Linked DNA regions of Mus musculus: region 1 is linked to region 2. The links are chromatin contacts, called in public promoter capture Hi-C maps. All regions are on one chromosome and are shown on one strand. Each heading gives the region's core, a stretch centred on a gene start, on an enhancer-like site or on the middle of the called end of the contact. The rest is flanking DNA. Distances are from core to core; before and after follow the strand shown. Region 1 holds the start of Bend7 (BEN domain containing 7). Region 2 overlaps Gm36031 (a long non-coding RNA gene).

Region 1 (4,811 bases), core at 1,636-4,135, 900 kb after region 2:
ATTAAAACCTATGCTTAATCTTTATAATCAACCTGGTTTTGGAATGGCCATATAATAAGATGTTTGGCCTGCATGATGTCATGGAATATTTGCCCAGACTTACCCCGAGCTCCAGAACATGTAAACCTGTGGTTCTGAAGTTTCTGAGAACCTGTAAGTACTGAGCAGAGCTAGATCTAAAGAGTTTGCTAGGACACCTCAACCCAGACACTATATCCAAACAAACCAACAGTGCTGACCCTCGACATCTCTATGCTGAAGCCCCGACCTTGAATGACTGGATATGGAGATGAGGTCCTAATCGACAGTAATTAAGGTTAAAAGAAGCCAAAAGGGCAGGCTCTTGTCCATAAATTGTGTAGTCTTATAAGAGGAACTGGAGGTTGGAGGTCAGTGTGCGGGGGAACCAGCTCAGCAACTGAGAGCACTTGTTGCTCATGCAGAAGACCCAAGTTTGCTTCCCAGCACCCACCCCACGTGGAGGCTCACAGCCATTGCATATCCAGTTCTGATCTAATGCCCTCTTCTGACTTCTGTGAGCACCAGGCACACACATGGTGCTCATACACACATTCGGGTGAAACACATAAACATAAACTAATAAAATAATAAATCTAAAACATTTTTAAATACCAATTGTGAATGCTCAGGCAACAGGCAGCAGTTTACAAGCAAGGGAAAGATCCCTCCCTCCCCAGAGACAGACTGTATCAGACCTTGATCTTGGACTCCTTGCAGTGATAGGAAAGCAAATTTCTTAAGTCAGGCAGTCTGTGATATTTTGCTAAGTTAACCTACACAACCTATTACAGATACATACCCAGTCAAGGCAATTCCAGCTTGATATTACTTAATACTAACTGTAGATCCATAAATTTGTTGGATAAAGCCACAGTGGTGTGTACCAAGTAGAAAGTAAATAAAACTAGTTGATATCCCCTAGAAAGCAATAGAACAGGCTGTTTCATAGTCTTTACACACCATGAGTGGATACTCATGGACCATCTTTGAAGAGCTCAGTCAAAAGGGCAAAGACATAGTTACTATTAATTTTAGGTAGTCTCTTAAAATATCCCCTTAACTACATAGAGGATATTCCCTTCAGCAGGTAGAAGTCACATTCCTGCTTGAACTTAAAGTGAATGATATCTTTCCTAGGGATGTACTTCTTGGGGTGATACCTTCAATGATTTCATCATAGTTTAAGCACAATAAAAGCTTACTTTATGCTCCAAGGCGAGACTACTCTGCATTATTCAATTAGCGTAGTACTCAGCCTGTGACTATTGGAATAAAATTTGACAAGGGATCTCTCTCTCTCTCCCTCCCTCTATCTCTATCTCTATCTCTCACGGCCCCAGAATGGGGTGTAGAATGTTTTCTTACTTTAGAAACATCCCAGACACCTTCAGGTTTATAAAATTCTGGTTTTGAATGGAGGTGGGGGAAGAAACAAGTGGGATTATTGCCCAAACCACTATCATACTGAACCCTTCACTGCATCTTTTAACTCTAAAGAGATCAAAGAACTTCACCAAATACAATTTCATTTCTTCCATACACTTTTCTGGGAAAAGGACTCAGCCTCTAACATAATCTCAAAGAAGTAGGAAAAAAAAAATGAATCCCCTCTTAAAGTGATTTGCTTTAGAGCTGGATGAAGCGCTTGGTCTCCCTGCGGCCAGCCGGGTGTCCACACTGCCGGGTGTCCACACCCGTGTCTATCCACACCCGTGTCTATCCTGTTGTCTCCAGCTGGCTTGCTGCTCACCGGTTCTTTGGTTTTATTTCCCAGGCATGTTTGCACTGCTTGCTCCTTGGTAGTCACCCTGCTTCTAACGTCAAGGTTCTATCAGAGTGGCTTTTGAACGGCTGTCCATTTGAGTGCAACTAACCTCAATCATTCATCAAGACAGCCCACCCCAGCCCCCTCCCCCCTTTTCTCTGCATTCTTTGGAGCAACCTGACCTTCCTAAGGTGTTGGAGCAGCAGCCCATCCCTTCTTCCCCTTTGTACTTTGGTCTAGAAACCGTAGATTTGGAGGCCGTACTTTTAAGCGTGTCAGATCATGTTTCCACACTACCATTCCCAGGTGATGTAAAAAATCTTTTCTATTCCCACTTAAAACATGTGGTAAGAAATGGCGCCTACAGTAAGTGCACACTTGGCTCCCCAGAGAAAAAGATTACATAAAACTCCCAATGGCCATTGGCGGACGGCAATTATTTTGGTATTTCTGCGTCAAGTGGCAGAGTCTATGCACCTGCTATGACCACTGTTTCCCTAAGAGCCTGCACCCCCTTGCACTCCTCACCTCTAGTATTCCTCTCCCCAAAACACCATTCCAAGCACCCCCTTTGCATATAACTTCCCCTACAGTCCCCAGGGTGGGGATAAGAATTGATGTTCGCTCCATCCCATAGTCTTCTCAGCAGTACATGCTCAAATTTCTCTCTGTTTGCTCCAAGAGCGCGGATGGGTAAGTTCTTCACCCCCTCTTAAAAGTTGCCTAAAATCCGCGTCTGGCCCTGGCACCGCCCGCCTCTCAGACAGAGCGAGGGCTGGCCGCCAAGGAGCCACGATCCCTGGCTTATTTCTAAAGGCAGGTTCGCCTCCGGGAGCCGCAGAGGGAGGCCGGGCAGAGCGCGGCGTCCGTCCGGGGGGGCAGCTCCACGGGCCCGGGCCGCTCCGGACGCTGAACCGCGCGGCCTCCGGCCCATGCCGGGTCGCCGCACGGCCGAGTCCAGCAGTGGCGGCGGCCCCCGGGGGATGGCGGCGGCCGGGCTCCGCCAGCAGGTGGTCCCGGGGTCCCGGCGGCGCCGCCCCCTTCGACGGCGCGGCCCCTACTCCCGCGGGGGAGGTCAGCGCCCCGGCCGCCGCTCCGCACCCGCCGCCGCCGCCCTCCCTCGGCTCGCCGCGTCCCCCGGGCCGCGTCCGCAGGCTGAGCCCAGGCGGGCCGCGGCGAGCACCCCACAGCTCCGCGCCCCAGCCCGGCCCCGCTCCCAACGGAAAGTTGGGCTGCGGCGGGCTGCGTTCGGGAAAGAGCGAGGCGGCATGAAGGGGCACCGAGGGGTCGCCTAAGACACCGGGGAGGCGGAGCCGCGCGCGGGGACAACTTCGCCCCGGGCGCGCAACCCCCGGCCGGGCTCGCGGTGGTTCCTCCCGTCCCTCGGCCTCCCCCGCCGATCGCGACGCGGACCTTGGTCCCGGCGGCTCCGCGGCGGTGACACGAGCCCGCCTCAGCCGCCGCCTCAGTCTCCTGCCGCGCCGCCACCTTGCCCGCACCATGGAGTTCTCGGAGAGGAAAAGAAGCAGGAAATCCCAGAGCTTCAAACTGGTGAGCCGAGGTAAGCTGCCGGCCCGGGGACAGCGGCGGGAAGCCGGCGCCGCGCTCCGCGCACTCGGCCCCGCGCGCCCCGGCCGCCCGCGGGCTCCACGCCGGGGGCGCGCCCGCCCCGACCCCCTCGTCCCCGCCCGAACCCGGGCCCCCCGCGGGCCGCACACGCCCCGCCGCGGGGAAAGTTGTGCCTGAGGGGGACCCACCGGGTGTTATTGAAGGTAAACAAGTCGGAGGGCACGTCAGGAAATTAGCAAACAATGACACCGGGGAGCCGAGCCCACTCTGGGGTGCCGCCGCCACGGCGGCCGCTGGGCTGGGGTGGCTGAGGGTTTGCCTGGCCGGCAGGCCGAGAATAGACTGGGATTTGTTTTTGTTTTCGTTTTTTTTTTCCTTCCCCCACGCAAAGAGAAGGAGGAGAGAAAAAGATGATCATTGTTCTTTTTAAGAAGAATCAGCTCATTAGGGAATCGAAGCTCAAGGCAGAAATTGTTGACATACAGCATCTTTTCCAGTTGAGTGATTTGGGTGGAAAGGTAGTTTTAAGATTATCTCGTATACCAGTCAGACAAGTGTCGCATCACAAGAAATAAAGAAAAATCCAGCTTGGTCCTGCCGACTAACAGGTGTACAGCACACTCTTTATAGGCGTTTATTTTGTCCGGGGAGGAGAAAGTTGAGTAGTATCTCCTCTGGGTTCTGTTTCTTGTTCGAGTCCATCTTCCTGATTTGAGTCTTTAAAAAATGGTGCCAACTCGGACAAGAAACACCTGTCAAAATGTATCACCTTAATAATCGAGAATGGTGATACCCCCCCCCCAACCTCCCCAGAGGTAATGGTACAAGTTCTAATATGAGCCCACACTCTTTAAATATCTTTGCATTAACTTGGGTCAAAGCCAAATCAGAGAAGCGCTCCACTTTCCCTAGGTGGTTTTTATCTACCGCTAGCATCTGAGGAAAGAGCCACATGATTGTTCCAAGGGCCCCAGCAAAAGTCACATGTGAACAGGTGACTATTGGGAGGGTGATTGCAAGGGATGGAGTTTTTCTGAACTCAGCTAAGCAGACATGAGGATTTTATAAAGCTCACTTTTGGTTAGTCTGGAAACGGTTTAATTATAGACATTTTTGCAAATCTGCTCATCTGTGTTTCCCCTAATTTAGCTTTGTACTGTTTAACGATAGAGGCCTGAAATAGTGTAGTGCATGCATTCAAAATATTTGGCTACTCCTTCTCGGCCTCCACCTCCCCAACCAGGATGTTGACTACTCTGGAAGTCTCTCTGAGTGTGATGGCCCTGTTGATACAACGTGCTTCGTTCAGGAATGGAGGCTGCTTTCTTATTTATGACCCCAGGAAACTGACTACTCTATCTTAAGAGAGAGGGTAGTTTTGTCATGTTGTCCTGTGACAGCTAAGGCAAACAACAAACAAACAAGCCCACCCAAACCTTGGACAGCTGTTGAGAAG
Region 2 (4,770 bases), core at 2,269-4,768:
GAATCCTAGCTTTGAAATTTTAGAGCAGTATGTTTAACTTTGAGTACAAGTAAAGACAGAAAGGGACCATTGGGGAATAATTGTTCTGAGGGAAGTAGGATTACAGAACTCATTAGACATGAAGGTGGAGGGCTTCTGGGGTAAATAAAGCTAAGCAGGGAGCAGAGGGAGGGTATGGAAGATGAGGAGCAAGGACAGAAATGGTAACTGAGGGTATATGTAAAAGCCATAGAAACCTATTATTTTATAAGCTTGTAAAAAATAAAAAAACTAAAAGAAATAGGTTGAATAGAGGTACTCTCCATAGCAGGAGGATGCTGCTCCCAGAAGCCATGAGCTATTAAATAAAAATCTCAGTGCCAGTGCTAAGTGTGGAATATGCCCTATGAATTATTAGTCAAAAAGTCTCGAGAAGCCAAAATAAATCCAGGCTATTGACACTGCTCACCAGAACTTGAAAGGAAGCCCATATTGGTGAAGACATCACATTACTTGGGTCACAGGAGATCAAAATCAAGCTGGGATTGGAAGTTTTCTCCTAATGCCTAGCTTTCAGGGAGCCAGAAGGTGCTGTGTGTGCAGGGAGAGAAAAGTCACTAACAACTGCTTCAAGTGAATTCTGGAAACTACAATAAAACCTGTCAGGCAAAATGTGGTCTTTGGTGCAAAAGGAGCATAAATGTTATGGGAGTAGCCAGTTGTTTCCTGATGGGATTTGAGGTCTGTTCTGTAGGAGGAAATGAATGCCATCTGATTATATATATATATATATATATATATATATATATATATATATATATATATATATATGAAGAGAGAGAGAGAGGGGGGGAGGGAGGGAGGGAGGAATGGGAGGTGTGAAACTACTAATACTATATATTATACATATATTAATAGCATACTATATAGTATATTTTATATATGCTAATATAGTTCATTATATTTTTATTATATATGTATATATGTGCATATATATATAGTCAAAAGATTTAAAAAATTAGAAAGAAATAAGAATAAAAGCCCAGAAGCCTGTCTCATAGATGTGCTCATGAAATGTCTAAATGCCCAGTGAACAGTAGCTAGCTACAATTTCCTGGGTGTTACTATTATCATTGGTTCTAGTGATAATGAGGAGAGTTTGTAATACCAACAAAATTCATACCGGATCTTTTTCCAGTTGAGGGAATTCTCCAAAATCCAAGACAAGAACTCCTCCACAAATTGTGACTTCAAATCATTGTGAATGAGACCAGCGTGCATCAGCAGAACATCTGATGGCCAACTATCAGTAGGTAAAGGACTGCATTTGCTATGGTTCTTTCGGATCCCGTCCCTAGGGTCCTGACAAGAGGCCTTCAGATCTCCCCATGCATTTTCCAAGGACAGTGTTTTCAGCTCCCCCCCCCCCCCCCGTTCTCATCAGGGTCTCGTCAGGGTAAACACTAGGCTGGAGTCTGGTTGGAGGCAAACAGAGGATTCCCTCTCCCACTGAGCCCTGAGTCTTTATCTTCCTCTCCCCCCTTCCCCTCAAGCCCAAGAACTAGTATTCACCTCTGAAGATTAAACCCAAGAACACCCCTCTCTGTGAATCCTTGAACCGGATGCATCTGATCGGCCATTGTGGTTAAAACCTGAGCCTAGTCCTCTGGCTGCCCCCATCTTAAGGCATGATGGGTGTTGCTGGTTTACTTCCATGCATCAGTTATTTTGTGTTACTCTGATAAAATATCTGATGAAAGCAACTTAAGGAAGGGTGTGACAAAGGATATAGTCCTTCGTGGTGAGGTGGCACGAAGGTGACAATGACTTTAGCTGTAGTGGCAAGGGCTTCAGGCAGGTGGTTATATTGTGCCCATGGCCAGGAAGCAGAGGAGATGAATCTGTTGGTCTGTTTACTAGTTTTTTTCTTCTGTTCTTCCTTTTTATACAATCTAGGATGCATACCCATTTGATAATGATGCCCATATTCAACCCAAGTCTTGTTTACCAGTTGAATCTCTCTGGAAACCTTCACAGTCATACCTAGAGGTGTATCTCCTGGGTGATTCTAAATTTGATCTAATTGACAATGAATATTAATTATTTCATTTTCCAAACATAGGCGGTCTCATGGATTTGAACTATCTCTTGCTACTCTTGGTAGCTAGTATAATTTACAGTTATACTGGAATATAATGGGTCCATATGATGAAGGCGTTGCTCCCTGTGTGGCACTATGGGGTGGAAGTAGAACCTTTTAGGGGTGGGGGAAGGGCCTAATGGAAGCGATTTTGCTGTTTTTAAGGCGAGGTCTTGGTGTGCAGCTCAAGCCACTTAATACTTGCTAGGTAGCCCAGGCTGGTCTTGAACACACAGCAGGTCTCTGTTCTCTTTGAGTGCTGGGACTGCAGGTGTGCACCAGAAGCTGCCTCCAGTGGCGGTGCTCAGGCCTCTTCAAAGAGGACAGTAGATGGCACCTCAGCCCCTTCCCCTTTCTTCTGCCTTTGCACCATAAGTGGATAGCTCTGCCCTACCACACGCTCCCCGCCATGAGAGGACTAGATGCAACAGACCCTAGAGCAATAGTAACCAATGCAGACCCCCAAACCTAAATATATCTTTGTAAATGGAGCTTTTCTTTCCTCTTTGTAAGTAGATCATCTCAGATATTTATGCTAGTGGCAGAAAGCTAACAGTGACCTCTGAGCCACAATGATACCATCCCCTTCTGTGAATCCTTGGACCAGGTGCATCTGATTGGATCTGGTCACAGAAGATACTTTGCGAAGTATTCGGATGAATCAACAACCGAGAATCACCGCCAGGAAGGAGGAACTGCCACACCTTCCTTTGTTTATGTTTCCTAGCTGTGGCCTACACAAACCCACATTCAGCCTGACAGAGAGCGGGATCGGTGCTTTCCGGAACCTACTGAAAAACTGGTATTATGATTATATTTTCATGTTCCAGACTTATTGAAATGGCTTTTAGTCCCTATGCTAAGGTCAAAGGTTTAATGGATGCTTAAAAAATCTATTATTTTTATTTCCTACATTTGAGTATTTGCCTGCACATGTGTATGTGTACCACGTGTATCGCTGATGATGGCAGAGTCCAGAAGAGGGTGTTGGATCCCCTGCAGCTGGAGTCACAGATGGTTGTGAGCCTCCTGATGTGAGTGCTGAGAACTGAACCCAGGTCCTCTGGAAGAGCAGCAAGTGCTCTTAACTACTGAGCACCTTATAGGTGTCTAATAATACTTTTTAATCACGTGACATTTTGCTCAAGTCTTCTTTAAACTAGTATGTTGGCTTATATTTACCCATTCTCAATTTTCTTAGTTTTCCAGGAAGGGAGAAAAACCCACTTTTAACATTTTAAATTTAAATTTAAATTTAAATTTTAACATTTAAATGAATACTAGCCTTCAAAGAAACTCTAATAATCACAAGGTAAGAGGTAAATATGGGGGTGAACAGCAACAGCGAGCAGTAGACAAGTAACTCAACACTAGAGGTCCCTCTCTTCTTAAGATCTAAAGGCCTGCCCTGTCTGGGATCTTAGCCAGCTTCAGTGGCTTCTGACTGGGAACAGAAAGTGAGGAGCAAAGGAAATCTGAACCAGAGAATTCTTTGTGGCATTGCAAATTAGATCTCAGGCAGCAGAGGCCTGCATCACTGAGTTCTGGCTCGCCCACAAAGTATTTGCTCCCCAACTCTCAGCCCCAGCTTCATTTTGTTCTATTTCTATCTGCTTCTTAATTTAGCCATGTGACTGCATTCAAACCCTTTTATCTCGTCCCCATCTGGAAGGCAATCTGGGTTGGTCCTGAATTTTTATTCCTGTGGAATAGAAGAGAGTGACAGAGTCCCCACTGCTCCTCCGAGGGTCACTGCGATGCCGAGGTGAACTGAGGGATTTCACAGATCAGGTGGCAAGGGCTCATGGCAGACAGGAAGAAGCTGACATTATTCACACGCAGCTAGCAAGTCAGAGAAATGAGGGCTTAGATGAGGGCTGTTGTTTTCCAGCAAGGGCCAGTGTCTGGCAGGCAAAGAACTAAGGAGACAGTCTCGTGAGAAGGCCAGAGCTTGCTTTTAAAACCGGGAAGACAATGGCGACCAATACTGGGAAGGAAATGGAAAGATCACATAGGAAAGGAAAGCTCTCTTCTTCGTCTTAGTAGTGTCACCTCCGGTGAAGAAGGGGACACCGAGGGTGACAGTCTCTTTGGAGGTCTCCATGATGCTCATGTTTTTCTTTTTAATGTTGTGTGAAATTTTAGCTTCATTGTGAAGTCTAGACAGAGCCTGGTCCTTTCTCTGTGTCTGTCTCCCAGAGGCTTCTGTTTTCTTCTACAGACACACATACCTCAGCATCCTTTGTGGCCTGGTGGTGGAGCTGGAAGCAGCATTGGACACTCTGTAGTGACCAGAAGTAGTGTGTGTGTGTGTGGTATTTGTGTGGTGTGTGTGGTATGTGTTTGTGTGGTGTGTGTGTGTGTGGGGGTGTGGTGTGTATGCTTGTGTGGTGTGTGTATGTGTGTGTGGTGTGTGTATGTGTGTGTGGTGTGTGTGTGTGCTTGTGTGGTATGTGTGTGTGTGGTGTGTGTCTGCTTGTGTGTGGTACATGTGTGTGTATGTGTGCTTTATGTGGTGTGTGTGTGTGTGTGTGTGTGTGTGTGTGTGTGTGGTGTGTCTGTGCATGCAAGCACTTGTGCAAGGCTCATGGTGACTCTGGAAGGAGGTCCAGAAAATTTAGTCAAAACAACGTTACAGTCTAGAAATGGGA

The links. Promoter capture Hi-C pulls out the DNA fragments that hold promoters and counts their contacts.
Region 1: a contact with region 2 is called in a promoter capture Hi-C map of hippocampal neurons, with 4 times the contacts expected there. The contact joins the promoter of Bend7 here to the enhancer-like site in region 2. A contact is called at or near these places in 2 of 39 promoter capture datasets (cranial neural crest and hippocampal neurons), 2 of 484 Hi-C or Micro-C datasets (adipose-derived mesenchymal stem cells and embryonic fibroblasts) and 1 of 115 datasets of contacts at active chromatin or transcription factors (astrocytes).

What each region holds. Positions count from the first base shown.
Region 1 is chr2:4,714,946-4,719,756 of GRCm38.p6, forward strand. It overlaps Bend7 (BEN domain containing 7), which reads left to right and starts at 2,886. Exons shown (of 9, transcript NM_178663.4): 1 at 2,886-3,347. The coding sequence starts at 3,287.
Region 2 is chr2:3,812,708-3,817,477 of GRCm38.p6, forward strand. Gm36031 (a long non-coding RNA gene) reads left to right here. Exons shown (of 5, transcript XR_373951.3): 3 at 1,178-1,292; 4 at 2,727-2,921. Among named protein-coding and RNA genes, the nearest start is that of Gm36031, 7.2 kb to the left of the region's middle. Within about 2 kb of position 3,519, at least 44 of the 459 cell types and tissues checked have an H3K27ac peak or open chromatin away from gene starts, as enhancers often do. A contact at or near this core is called in hippocampal neurons, where this site is marked.